Linked DNA regions of Gossypium hirsutum: region 1 is linked to region 2. The links are chromatin contacts, called in public Hi-C maps. All regions are on one chromosome and are shown on one strand. The core of a region is the stretch at or near the end of the contact, and the rest is flanking DNA. Distances in the headings are between cores, read along the strand shown. Region 1 holds the start of LOC107892216 (zinc finger protein CONSTANS-LIKE 7). Region 2 has its middle 21 kb from the start of LOC107892218.

Region 1 (4,870 bases), core at 1,427-3,926, 45 kb after region 2:
TTTCTAAACGTATGATCACTCAGACTGTTTTATTAAAGCTTCCACAACGATGGATGTTTCAAAATAAATGTTTTAAATGAATAAAGGCGACTTCCTAAGTTCTAACAAAGGTTTACTAAAGATAATAACATGGAATGTTTTCATCGTAACAACGAGGTTTCAAAAACACTATCATGTGACATTGCCAGATACGACCATAATGTTTAGGCTGGGTTTGGAGTGTTACAAGAAACCAATCATTCGCCATTGAATATTGGATTAGATTGGATTTGAGTGAATAAATTAAGTCATTAGAATATGAAGATCCGTTCGAGGTTATGTTGCTAATTTTGGATAACATACCTTTGATTGATTATGCTTTTAATGTTTATGTTGTAATAGCTATTTTCAATGAGTTACGTTATATTCACTTAGACTTTATGTTAGAAAGCTAAAACAAATATATGCTATAAGACTTGTCTAGGTTATGTATGAGAGTTTATTAAGAGCACTTCAATCTGTTCATTTGAGGAATTGCTTTTGAAAGTAAATGCAAGCTAAATTGTAAACATGGAGTGTTTACTGCCCAAGTTTTCAAGGGAAGAATTTGGAGGTGAGTGTTCTAGTCTTTAGGTACAAATGTGAGATCTCTATACTTGGAGAGTGATGGAATATGAATCACTCATTCTATTTGTGATTAAAGATAGTGATGAGCTAGGCTCTGTAGACATAGAGAAACCAAACTGCATAAACAACTCTTTGGTGTCCTTTATTTTTGTTTGTACAATTTTTAATAGTGCTAAGCCATAGTGACCACTAGACAACATATGTTTCAACTTTTTTAAGCTTCTTGCCAAAAAAAAATCATTTTAAAAGGTTGCTATTTTTACAAAATTGGAAGTAAACAAAACTCAATACAACATACTCAAATCAAACCAAAATTTAATTTATACTAATCAAATTTATTAAACGAAACAAATAATGTGATACTTACATATCTCAATCCCTAACTGCCAAAGTCCTAAAGTAAGAAGCAAAGTAGATATTTGATGAATGTTGACAAACTCAAATAAAATAGAAAAAGTAAGGAAAGAGTTTTCCAAAGATTATTGACGAACCCCAAATTGGAGCTTTGTAGAGGTGTTCAGCCTGCATGTCACGGAGGCTGCCAAAAAGGTGTAAGCAAAAAGCTAAAAAGGTTCTCAAAAAGGGGACCCTCAACTTTGCACTTTCTCATGCCTTTCTTTCCTGATTGGCTACTGGGTTTTTCTCTGTTGACTTCCACCATATTTTTTGCCATTAAGTCGCCCCCTCCATGCCCTTATTACATTCCTGTTTCATTAGTCTAACCTTTGGTGATTGGTTTTTGCTTCACTATCATACACTTACTGAAAAGTAATAATTTTTTGCTTTTCTGGTTTTTGAACTTCACATGAAAGCTTTAGTTTCTATGATTAATTTCACTTATAATTATTAAATTACTTTCACAATTATTATATCTAATATGTTTCCCCATCCCTCTAAAGGAGGACTTAAAGTTTTAAACTACAATACAAGACGGCCTGACTCACTCGGCCCGATTTTTAGGTAAGATGTTTCTGGTTTGGACTTCATCAACTCTATTTCAAATTAAATAATAAAATATTTTTATTTAAATTTATTATAAAATATTTAAAATTTATATTAATATTATTAAAATATATAATTAATAAACATTATCTAATAAGATTGTTACACATACCGTCACAATTACAATTATAAAGAATACATATGAATGATTATAACCAGAATTAATCTTATAAAACTTGATCGATAATTAGAATATATCCAGATCTATACCTTATTAAATATATACAAAGTTCACATATAGTAGGACATAAACTAAAATGAATGTTGTTTGAGAACTCACACACGATTTATATCTTAAAGTTCCAAGAGCGTTAACTTCGTGATTAAGCTAAGGCCTTTTTGAGGTAGACCAACTCTGTCGATAAAAGTTTGTAAAGTGTTGTTTGTCATAAGCTGACAAACCCCTCAACAGGTCAATATTATCTGCAATGGGAGTTTTAGCTCCCAACTCTAATAGCCAGGTGCTTCAAGAAGTGGCAAATTCATAAAGTGAAAGCAGTGATAAAAAGGACCATATAGATGGACATAGCCACCTACCAAAGAAATCTCAACATTTGTTCAGTGATATTTGAACTCATGTCTTATAACACTTAGTAGTAACTACACAACTACTTGAGTCAACAATAATAAATATATTTTAATTTTGTCATCTTTTTCACTTTTTGTTTCTTGTTTAATAATTTCTTATGTAAATACATATTAAATATTTGATTATTTAATTATAACATTAACTTTGATATTTTTTTACTTTGATATTTTAATTATTTTTTCCATTATCGCAATTAATTGATTTTATATAAAATAATTTCACAAATCGATATCAAAGTTACATATCTTATTTTAATTGAAGTCAGATATAATTTTTTTATGAAAGAAATTAAATATATTTAATTTTATATCATTTTAATATTTAATTAATATTATTTATTTTTGTAATTAAAAATAAAATACATAAATAAATAATATGAAAATAATTATTTTTTATTTAAAATTTGCTTAATAAATAGATGTCAAGGAAGGTTTAAGAGAATTTTAGAGTAAAGGTGCTTGGTATCTGAATTTTAGCCTAATTGAAATATAATCTTATCTTTCTTTATTAAGCAAAAATCAAACATTTTCCTGTCTTGGCCAATTGGTATCCCTAAAACCCCAACCCTATCTATAGCAACGAAATCCAGATAACAATACAATCTAATCCCCTTCCCAATCATCTTCTTCCACGTGTACATAAAGTGCCACCCCCAATCAACCCAATCACCATCACTTTTCCCCTGTAATTTTCTGACACTTAAGCCTCTTTCCCTTCCATATTGTAGATCCCGCTCTGTTCCCTTTCCCTCTTTAAAGGTCTCTTCTCTCTTTTTTTTTTTTCTTTCCATTTTCTCTCCATCCAAACAGAAATATGTGCAACAATAACAACAGTACTAGGCGAAGCAAAAGAAAACCAAAGTCTCGTAGTTTTTCTCTGAAACATTCTCGGAAAACCCGAACTAAAACTAGGAGACCAAAGTACCTTAGCCTTCTTCACCTTGAAGAAAACTTACCCCAAATGCCATTAACCAACAACAACGATAACAACAACAAAGAAATTACAGATAAACAGCTTAATCTTTTCCCACTTCACCCTGAAAATTTAGTTGAAGATCGTGATACACAGTACGATAATGTTTCTTTGCTTTTCAACACGACAGAGGGAGACAGTGATCATGCTGTTACACTTAACGGTCTTTTAGACAGCGAAGGTAGTGATAATTATAAGAATGAAACGGCGACGGCGACGACCACGACGACTGCGACTACGGTGACGTCGGAAGAGAGTCCTTTGTCGCCTTCTTTTACGTATAGGGGGTATAGCTATGAAGATCGAACGAGGTTGTCGCTTGTACGGGCGGCTATGAAAGGGAAGAAGGAGAGAGATGAGAGTGAGGAGAAGTGGGTGGTTTATTCTGAGGTTGTGGAGAAGAAAGAGATGGAAGAAGTGAGTAGCGGCGGCGGAGGAGACGGTGGTTATGATGGCGGTGCATGGTGGAGTAAGAAGAAGATGAAAAAGTTGTTGGCTTTGAAGCTTGACTATGAGGAGATAATGAATGCTTGGTCTGGTAAGGGCCCCCTTTACATTGAAGGAGAGTCCCCTCAAATTGTCCCTCACTTGCATCAACCTTCTCCCAATGTAAGATCTTAGCCCCTAATCAATCATTTCTTTTCTTTTAACTTTTTCTAATGTTAAAAAGTTAGGAGTTATTAATAAAAATATTTAATTTTGGACTTCACTAGATTTCTTTTTATAAAATAAATCATTCAAGATGTTTTTTTTATTCAACTTCAAAAAAATGTTTTTTTATGCACAAATATTTTTATGAGTTCGAATTTAATACACTAACTATATATATTAAAAAAAATTTATGTACAAGTCAAAATAAATCAATGGTGTATGGTAATAAATTGGAAGAGTATTGCATACATAGATAAATAATAATTGAACATACAAGTCAAAATAAATCAATGGTGTATGGTAATAAATTGGAAGAGTATTGCATACATAGATAAATAATAATTGAACATCAGGTGATGGCAGAAATAGTGAATTGATTTTATCTTATATTTTTTATGTTAATTGATAAAAATGTGTAAGAAAGTGGCATATGGGGGGGAAGTTGAGCCCATGCTAGCTTTGTTTCTATATGAGATGATGATAGGCTCAATGTAGCTAATGAAAATTATGTTTTGCACTTTTTGCTTTTTTCTTGATGGGCCCTAGTATACCTTTTAAGCCAGCTGGATTTTTCATTTTCGGCCCAGCTTAGTGACATTTTGTTGGTTGGTTGGTTGGTTGATATTAAAAATATTATATAGTTTTCCGTGACAATATTTTAAAATTTAAATTAATCTTTTTACCCTTTATAGCATAGCAAGCCTTTGGAAATATACCTACGCACTAAAAATAATAAGATTTCTCTCATTAATTAAATGCGGTCCAATGTTTTTGGATTGCTAACACCTTTTTGTTTTAACCCTTTGTTTTTTTCACCGAATGTGTTGAAATGAAAGTTTTAAATAAAATTAAGGGAAAATTATTTAAATTTGGAAAATTCTTTTATATTGGGCATGAATTTTTTTTAAAATTAAACCCTAAATTTAAAAATTGTTTTTACATTGGAGCTTAAATTAGGTAATTATTTTTACATTGGGTTTTAGCTTCTTTTTTTTATCTAAGTTAATATCTAAACTTGTTTACATCTGTTTTAGGAAGTAACTTTTTTTT
Region 2 (4,869 bases), core at 989-3,488:
AGTATTAAAATGGGATAATTAAAAGTACAAGTATCAAGCTAGAGAAAAGTGCTCCGTTGAGTGAAAAAATGAGCATTTAAGCTTTTGGAATAATAATATTGCATTTATTAATATTTTAATATTTATTAAATACTTTTATCTGAAAAATAAATAAATTTTCTAGAAAATAACCAAACGAAAACCTTCTTTTTTTCTTTTAATCATTTAAACATAAGAGATTCTCTACTTTTAAAAAAAATCATACTTTAAAAAAATTAGAAAATAAATTATATGAATCAACTAACAAACATTTATGGGAAAAAATTGTGAATCAAACACATCCTAAATTGTTTATTCTTTTCATATATAATTCTTTTTGAAGTTACAATTTATAATTATATCAATATTTTTTATTAGAACTAATTGTAAGTAATGAACTAAATAATTAACTCAAATGAAATTAATAGTTAACACAAGTGGAACTTAAACATGAGCACTCATGATCTCAAGACCTTACTTTTGTTATTTGAGCCAAAACTTCATTAACTTTCCACGTAACTTAAAACATGAAAACCTAGTATTTTCTTGGTAAAAGTACTATAGACGCCCTTATATATTTAGGAGTCAGATTGGATTTTACCTCTTCTACTTAAAAAATAAGTAAATTAATCCATGTACATTAGATTAAAGAGTAAATTGATCCTCCTGTTAAAAATTTCATCCATTTCTACTATTAAAATTTAGTCTCTTTAAGTCAGAACGAGGTACATGTGGATGAAATTTTCACATGTATTTGTTTGGTTATTTTGTCAATCACACCAGCTTTTGACAGTATTAATGGATGAAATTTTCAATAGAAAGTACCAAATTTCCCTTTAATCTAATGTATAGAGAGTCATTTGCTTATTTTTTAAGTAAAAAAATGGTAGAATGGAATTTAACTCCTAGTACTATACCTCCCTGATTTTTTTTACTCATTTTCTTTAATGTCTCATTTACGTAAAATGCTCATTTTTATAACAAATGAACGAAATGGTTGAATTCTACTATTAGTCCTTCTACTTTGTGAATATTATGAATTTAGGGTCCGTTTGTTTACATGTAAAAAGTCTTACGGAAATACTTTCTGCATTTTCCTGTGTTTGTTTCACAGAAAACAGTTTGGTCGACAAAAAATAACTTGCAAGTCAACGTAAAATAAGCCCTTTTTACCTGTAAAATGACTTACTCTTTTAAAAAGCGTTAGTCATTTTCCGGTAAAGAGCTCCTAGATAGATAATTTTATTTTTATATAAAAATTAACTTAAATCAAGCTTAATTTTATTATATTAATAATAAAATTTATTTTTATTTTTAAAATATTTAAAATATTATATTTTTCAATATTATTAAACATACTTATTTAATTATTTATATTAGTCATATAATAAATTATTAATATAATTTATTGTTTTAATAAATATTTAAAATTTATTTAATAATAAATTTTAAAAATAATAATTTTAAATAATATTCATCACATATTATTGAAAATATTCAATATTAATATTTTAATAATAAATATTTATTATTCGCCAAAAATAATAAATATTTATTATAATTATAAATATATTAATAATAAATGTTTTGAAGTATAAAGGTTAAAATATGTCATAAGTCTCTATATACTCTTTACAAATTTGTAATTTAGTCCCGTACATTTATTTTCAAGAATTTAGTCCCTCTACTTTTTAGATTTGAAAATAAAGTCCAATTGTTGACATTATTAATTTTTTTTTGTCAATTTTGTTGATATCACATTTTTAAATAAAAATTCATTTGGTAATCATGCAACTAAAAAATGGCTGTATTGGACCTAAATTTAACAAAATATTTTTAATATATGCAAAAATAATGTAAAATATAAAATTATAGATGTAAAATAAACTCAATTAAACAATTAAAATATAAGAAAATCTCGAATGTAAGTTTGTTTTATTGAAAATAATTTTTATAAAATATTTTTAAGAAATTTGTCAAACAATAAAAAATATTTTATATAGATTTATCCAAACACAAAAAATTCTCAACTTTTCTAGAAAAGTAAATTATTTTCTAAAAATTATTTTTCGAAAATTATTGTAAGTAAAACAAAGGGAGCCTTAGTTTTTATACTTTTAAAACTATGTATCCTGTTTAACAGAAGAGAGCCTTGGTCCAAGCCATTGTTAACCTCAAGGTCCATATTAGCTAAGCTCTTAAAGTGGCCCTATAAATCTTATCTAAACCTTAAATATAAATATTTTGTAATATATGAAAAATAAAAGCATATCCTCAAATCGGATTCAGACTGGACATCATTATTTTAAAATGATTTTCATCAGTTAATTTTAGAACAAGAAAAACATGAATTCTGGATCTAATCATACAATGTTGTATTGAAAAGGACAAAAAGGGGGCACTCTCCACCGACACTTTCCCTTCTTCTCTGTCGGTTACTTTTACGGAGGGTTTTATATGATAACAATAATGTTGCAATAAAAAAAGGACAACAATATAATAATTACACTCGTATAAACCTGGGAGTATATGGGTAAAAGTTAATGGCTGGGATGGCCTCGTACAGATCATGTCTTTGGCGTTCCGTATGTATATGTCGCTTCTGTCCTATACCGATATCAAATTATATAAGTTTTATTTTATGTTTTTATTTTTTTTTTGGTGTTTTGGTCACTCTCAACTAATATCAATTTATATAGATGTATCCTTACTAATTGGTACAAAGTTTTAATATTTTAAATAAATTTTTAATATTTTTATTTTTGACCAATTAATATTCTTTTTTCTTTATCTTTTTATTTTATGATTACATTAAAAATAAAATCTATTCATTAAACAAACTAAATGAAATTATTTAACCAAATTAATATTGTGTTGACTTCAGTTAATATTGTGCCAGACATATAACTTGCTTTATTTGTTGGCATATTTTATCAAAATATTTTGATGATTTGCTTCTCTCTTTTTAAGGATTTTGCATCCAATCTTGTGTTTACCATTTGAGAAAAGATTGAATCAAGTAAGTTTATTTTTAAAGGATTCTTATGCGATCTACTTACCTTGTATATTGATATATGCAATCTAAGAATATATAGACTATGATATATTTTTTTTATAATTATATGACAATTGATTTGATGAGATTTGGGCAAATCAAGATGGAGTAAAGCTTACCTTGTGAAGATGGTTTTGTGCTCTAAATATGGAAGGCCTGATCAACCTTGATAAAGGAGGCAAGTGTTTTTGAAGTGGCTATCAAAGTGCTAGCCGAAAATGGCCACTTCACCCTAACATTTCGTCTAGCAACATAACTTGTCTTATTTGGAGTTGGAAATCTTTTCAACCAAATCACTTGGGCAATGAATTAAATGATTTTGTAGTCGTGTGCTACCCATATTTACAAATCCATCTCGTGAAGCAACAAATCTTTGAAAATTGGATTGGATCGGATCAAATCAAGCAATCGAATCCCTTGAAATTTGAAGATTGCACCAGGACTACATTAAATACATATTTCCAAGTATTCTACTTTATATTGAACTTTATTAATTCATTGTATCTTGCTATTACATAGGGATTGAAGCTGATCTCTAGTATGTAAGCAAGTCTTGAATGTTTATAGATTTGAGAGGTTTGTATAGGTTTATGTATCGAATATTGAGAGCGTTTACTTATTCATCGAGGAACATATTTTTTTACTGCAATTAAAGTGTAAACAAGTTGTGTTTACAATCTAATTTCTCAAAAGGAGGACTTAGATGTGACTGCGTATGTCGGTGTTCGTTCACTGAGTAGAGACTTAGCACAAAATATAGAGAATTAAAAGCGACTTTGATTGCAAGTGTGACAAGTTAGTTGTAATATTTATAAGTGTTACAATGTAACACTCAGAGTATTCCAAGGATTGAACCCAAGGGATTGTTGGAAAAAAATCTGATTTTAAAACAGTTTTGTGTCATAGTGAAAAATTAAAATTTTGAAAATCGAGCTGACTTGTGATATTTATAGCAATAAACTTTTCTCAAAAAGTACCTATGTTTTGTACAAGACAGATCCTAGACATTCCCGACTTTTAATCAAACGACCTTCTCTGCTATTTTCGTATCATGAATCGCTTCGAGTGTGGGCTCGAACAATCACGAATCAAACACAGAACCAGAAACAATTTCTTACTTTTAGTAGGAAAGTTATTCTCACTCAATAGAAACTGGTAGAATTGTTATTCCGAAAAAATAAATTGTATACTTAGAAAATAAATTTCTCACTATTTTCGCGCAAAATAACAATATCTCAAAGTTATCTATAACTCTACCAGTGTCATCTATTTATAAAGAGGGATAGAAAAATCCTAGTTAAATTAGTAGAATACAAATAATATTTATTTAATAGAAAAACTAGTCTCCTAATTTAACTAGGAGAAGGGGGTAACACACCCTAGTTAAATATACTAGGGTTGTCGCCCCTCATATGTATTATGAGGAGATTTTGGGCTTCTTCTATATTGAGTTCAATTATATGTGCTTCCTGGACTTTTAACCCAACAGTTTATAATTTAATCCAACCCAATACATTTTTTTTCTATTTCTCAAAATAAATATTATTTATTAAATTAATTTTCCAATTAAAGTGTTTTCTCAATCCAATTCTAATTTCGTTAAAGCCATAACAACTTTACCATAAAAGAATATATGAGAAAATATATTTAATATATATTCAGCAGATTCACCATGACTAATTTATTTTATTTTATTTTTGAACTTCAAATATTTGATTAAATAATAATTCGAAAAACTTCAATTAATTCTCAAGTCATTTCCATATTTAGTGAGAAAACACATTCATTTCTGAATG

Evidence for each region. Hi-C and Micro-C count contacts between places; a contact is called where the count stands out from the background.
Region 1: a contact with region 2 is called in a Hi-C map of leaf, with 1.9 times the contacts expected there. The contact joins the promoter of LOC107892216 here to the enhancer-like site in region 2. A contact is called at or near these places in 6 of 34 Hi-C or Micro-C datasets (cotyledon and leaf).

What each region holds. Positions count from the first base shown.
Region 1 is chrD09:10,626,429-10,631,298 of Gossypium_hirsutum_v2.1, forward strand. LOC107892216 (zinc finger protein CONSTANS-LIKE 7) reads left to right here and starts at 2,677. Exons shown (of 3, transcript XM_016817233.2): 1 at 2,677-3,778. The coding sequence starts at 3,011.
Region 2 is chrD09:10,581,858-10,586,726 of Gossypium_hirsutum_v2.1, forward strand. No RefSeq gene overlaps it. Among protein-coding and RNA genes, the nearest start is that of LOC107892218, 21 kb to the left of the region's middle. Within about 2 kb of position 2,239, at least 3 of the 9 cell types and tissues checked have an H3K27ac peak or open chromatin away from gene starts, as enhancers often do. A contact at or near this core is called in leaf, where this site is marked.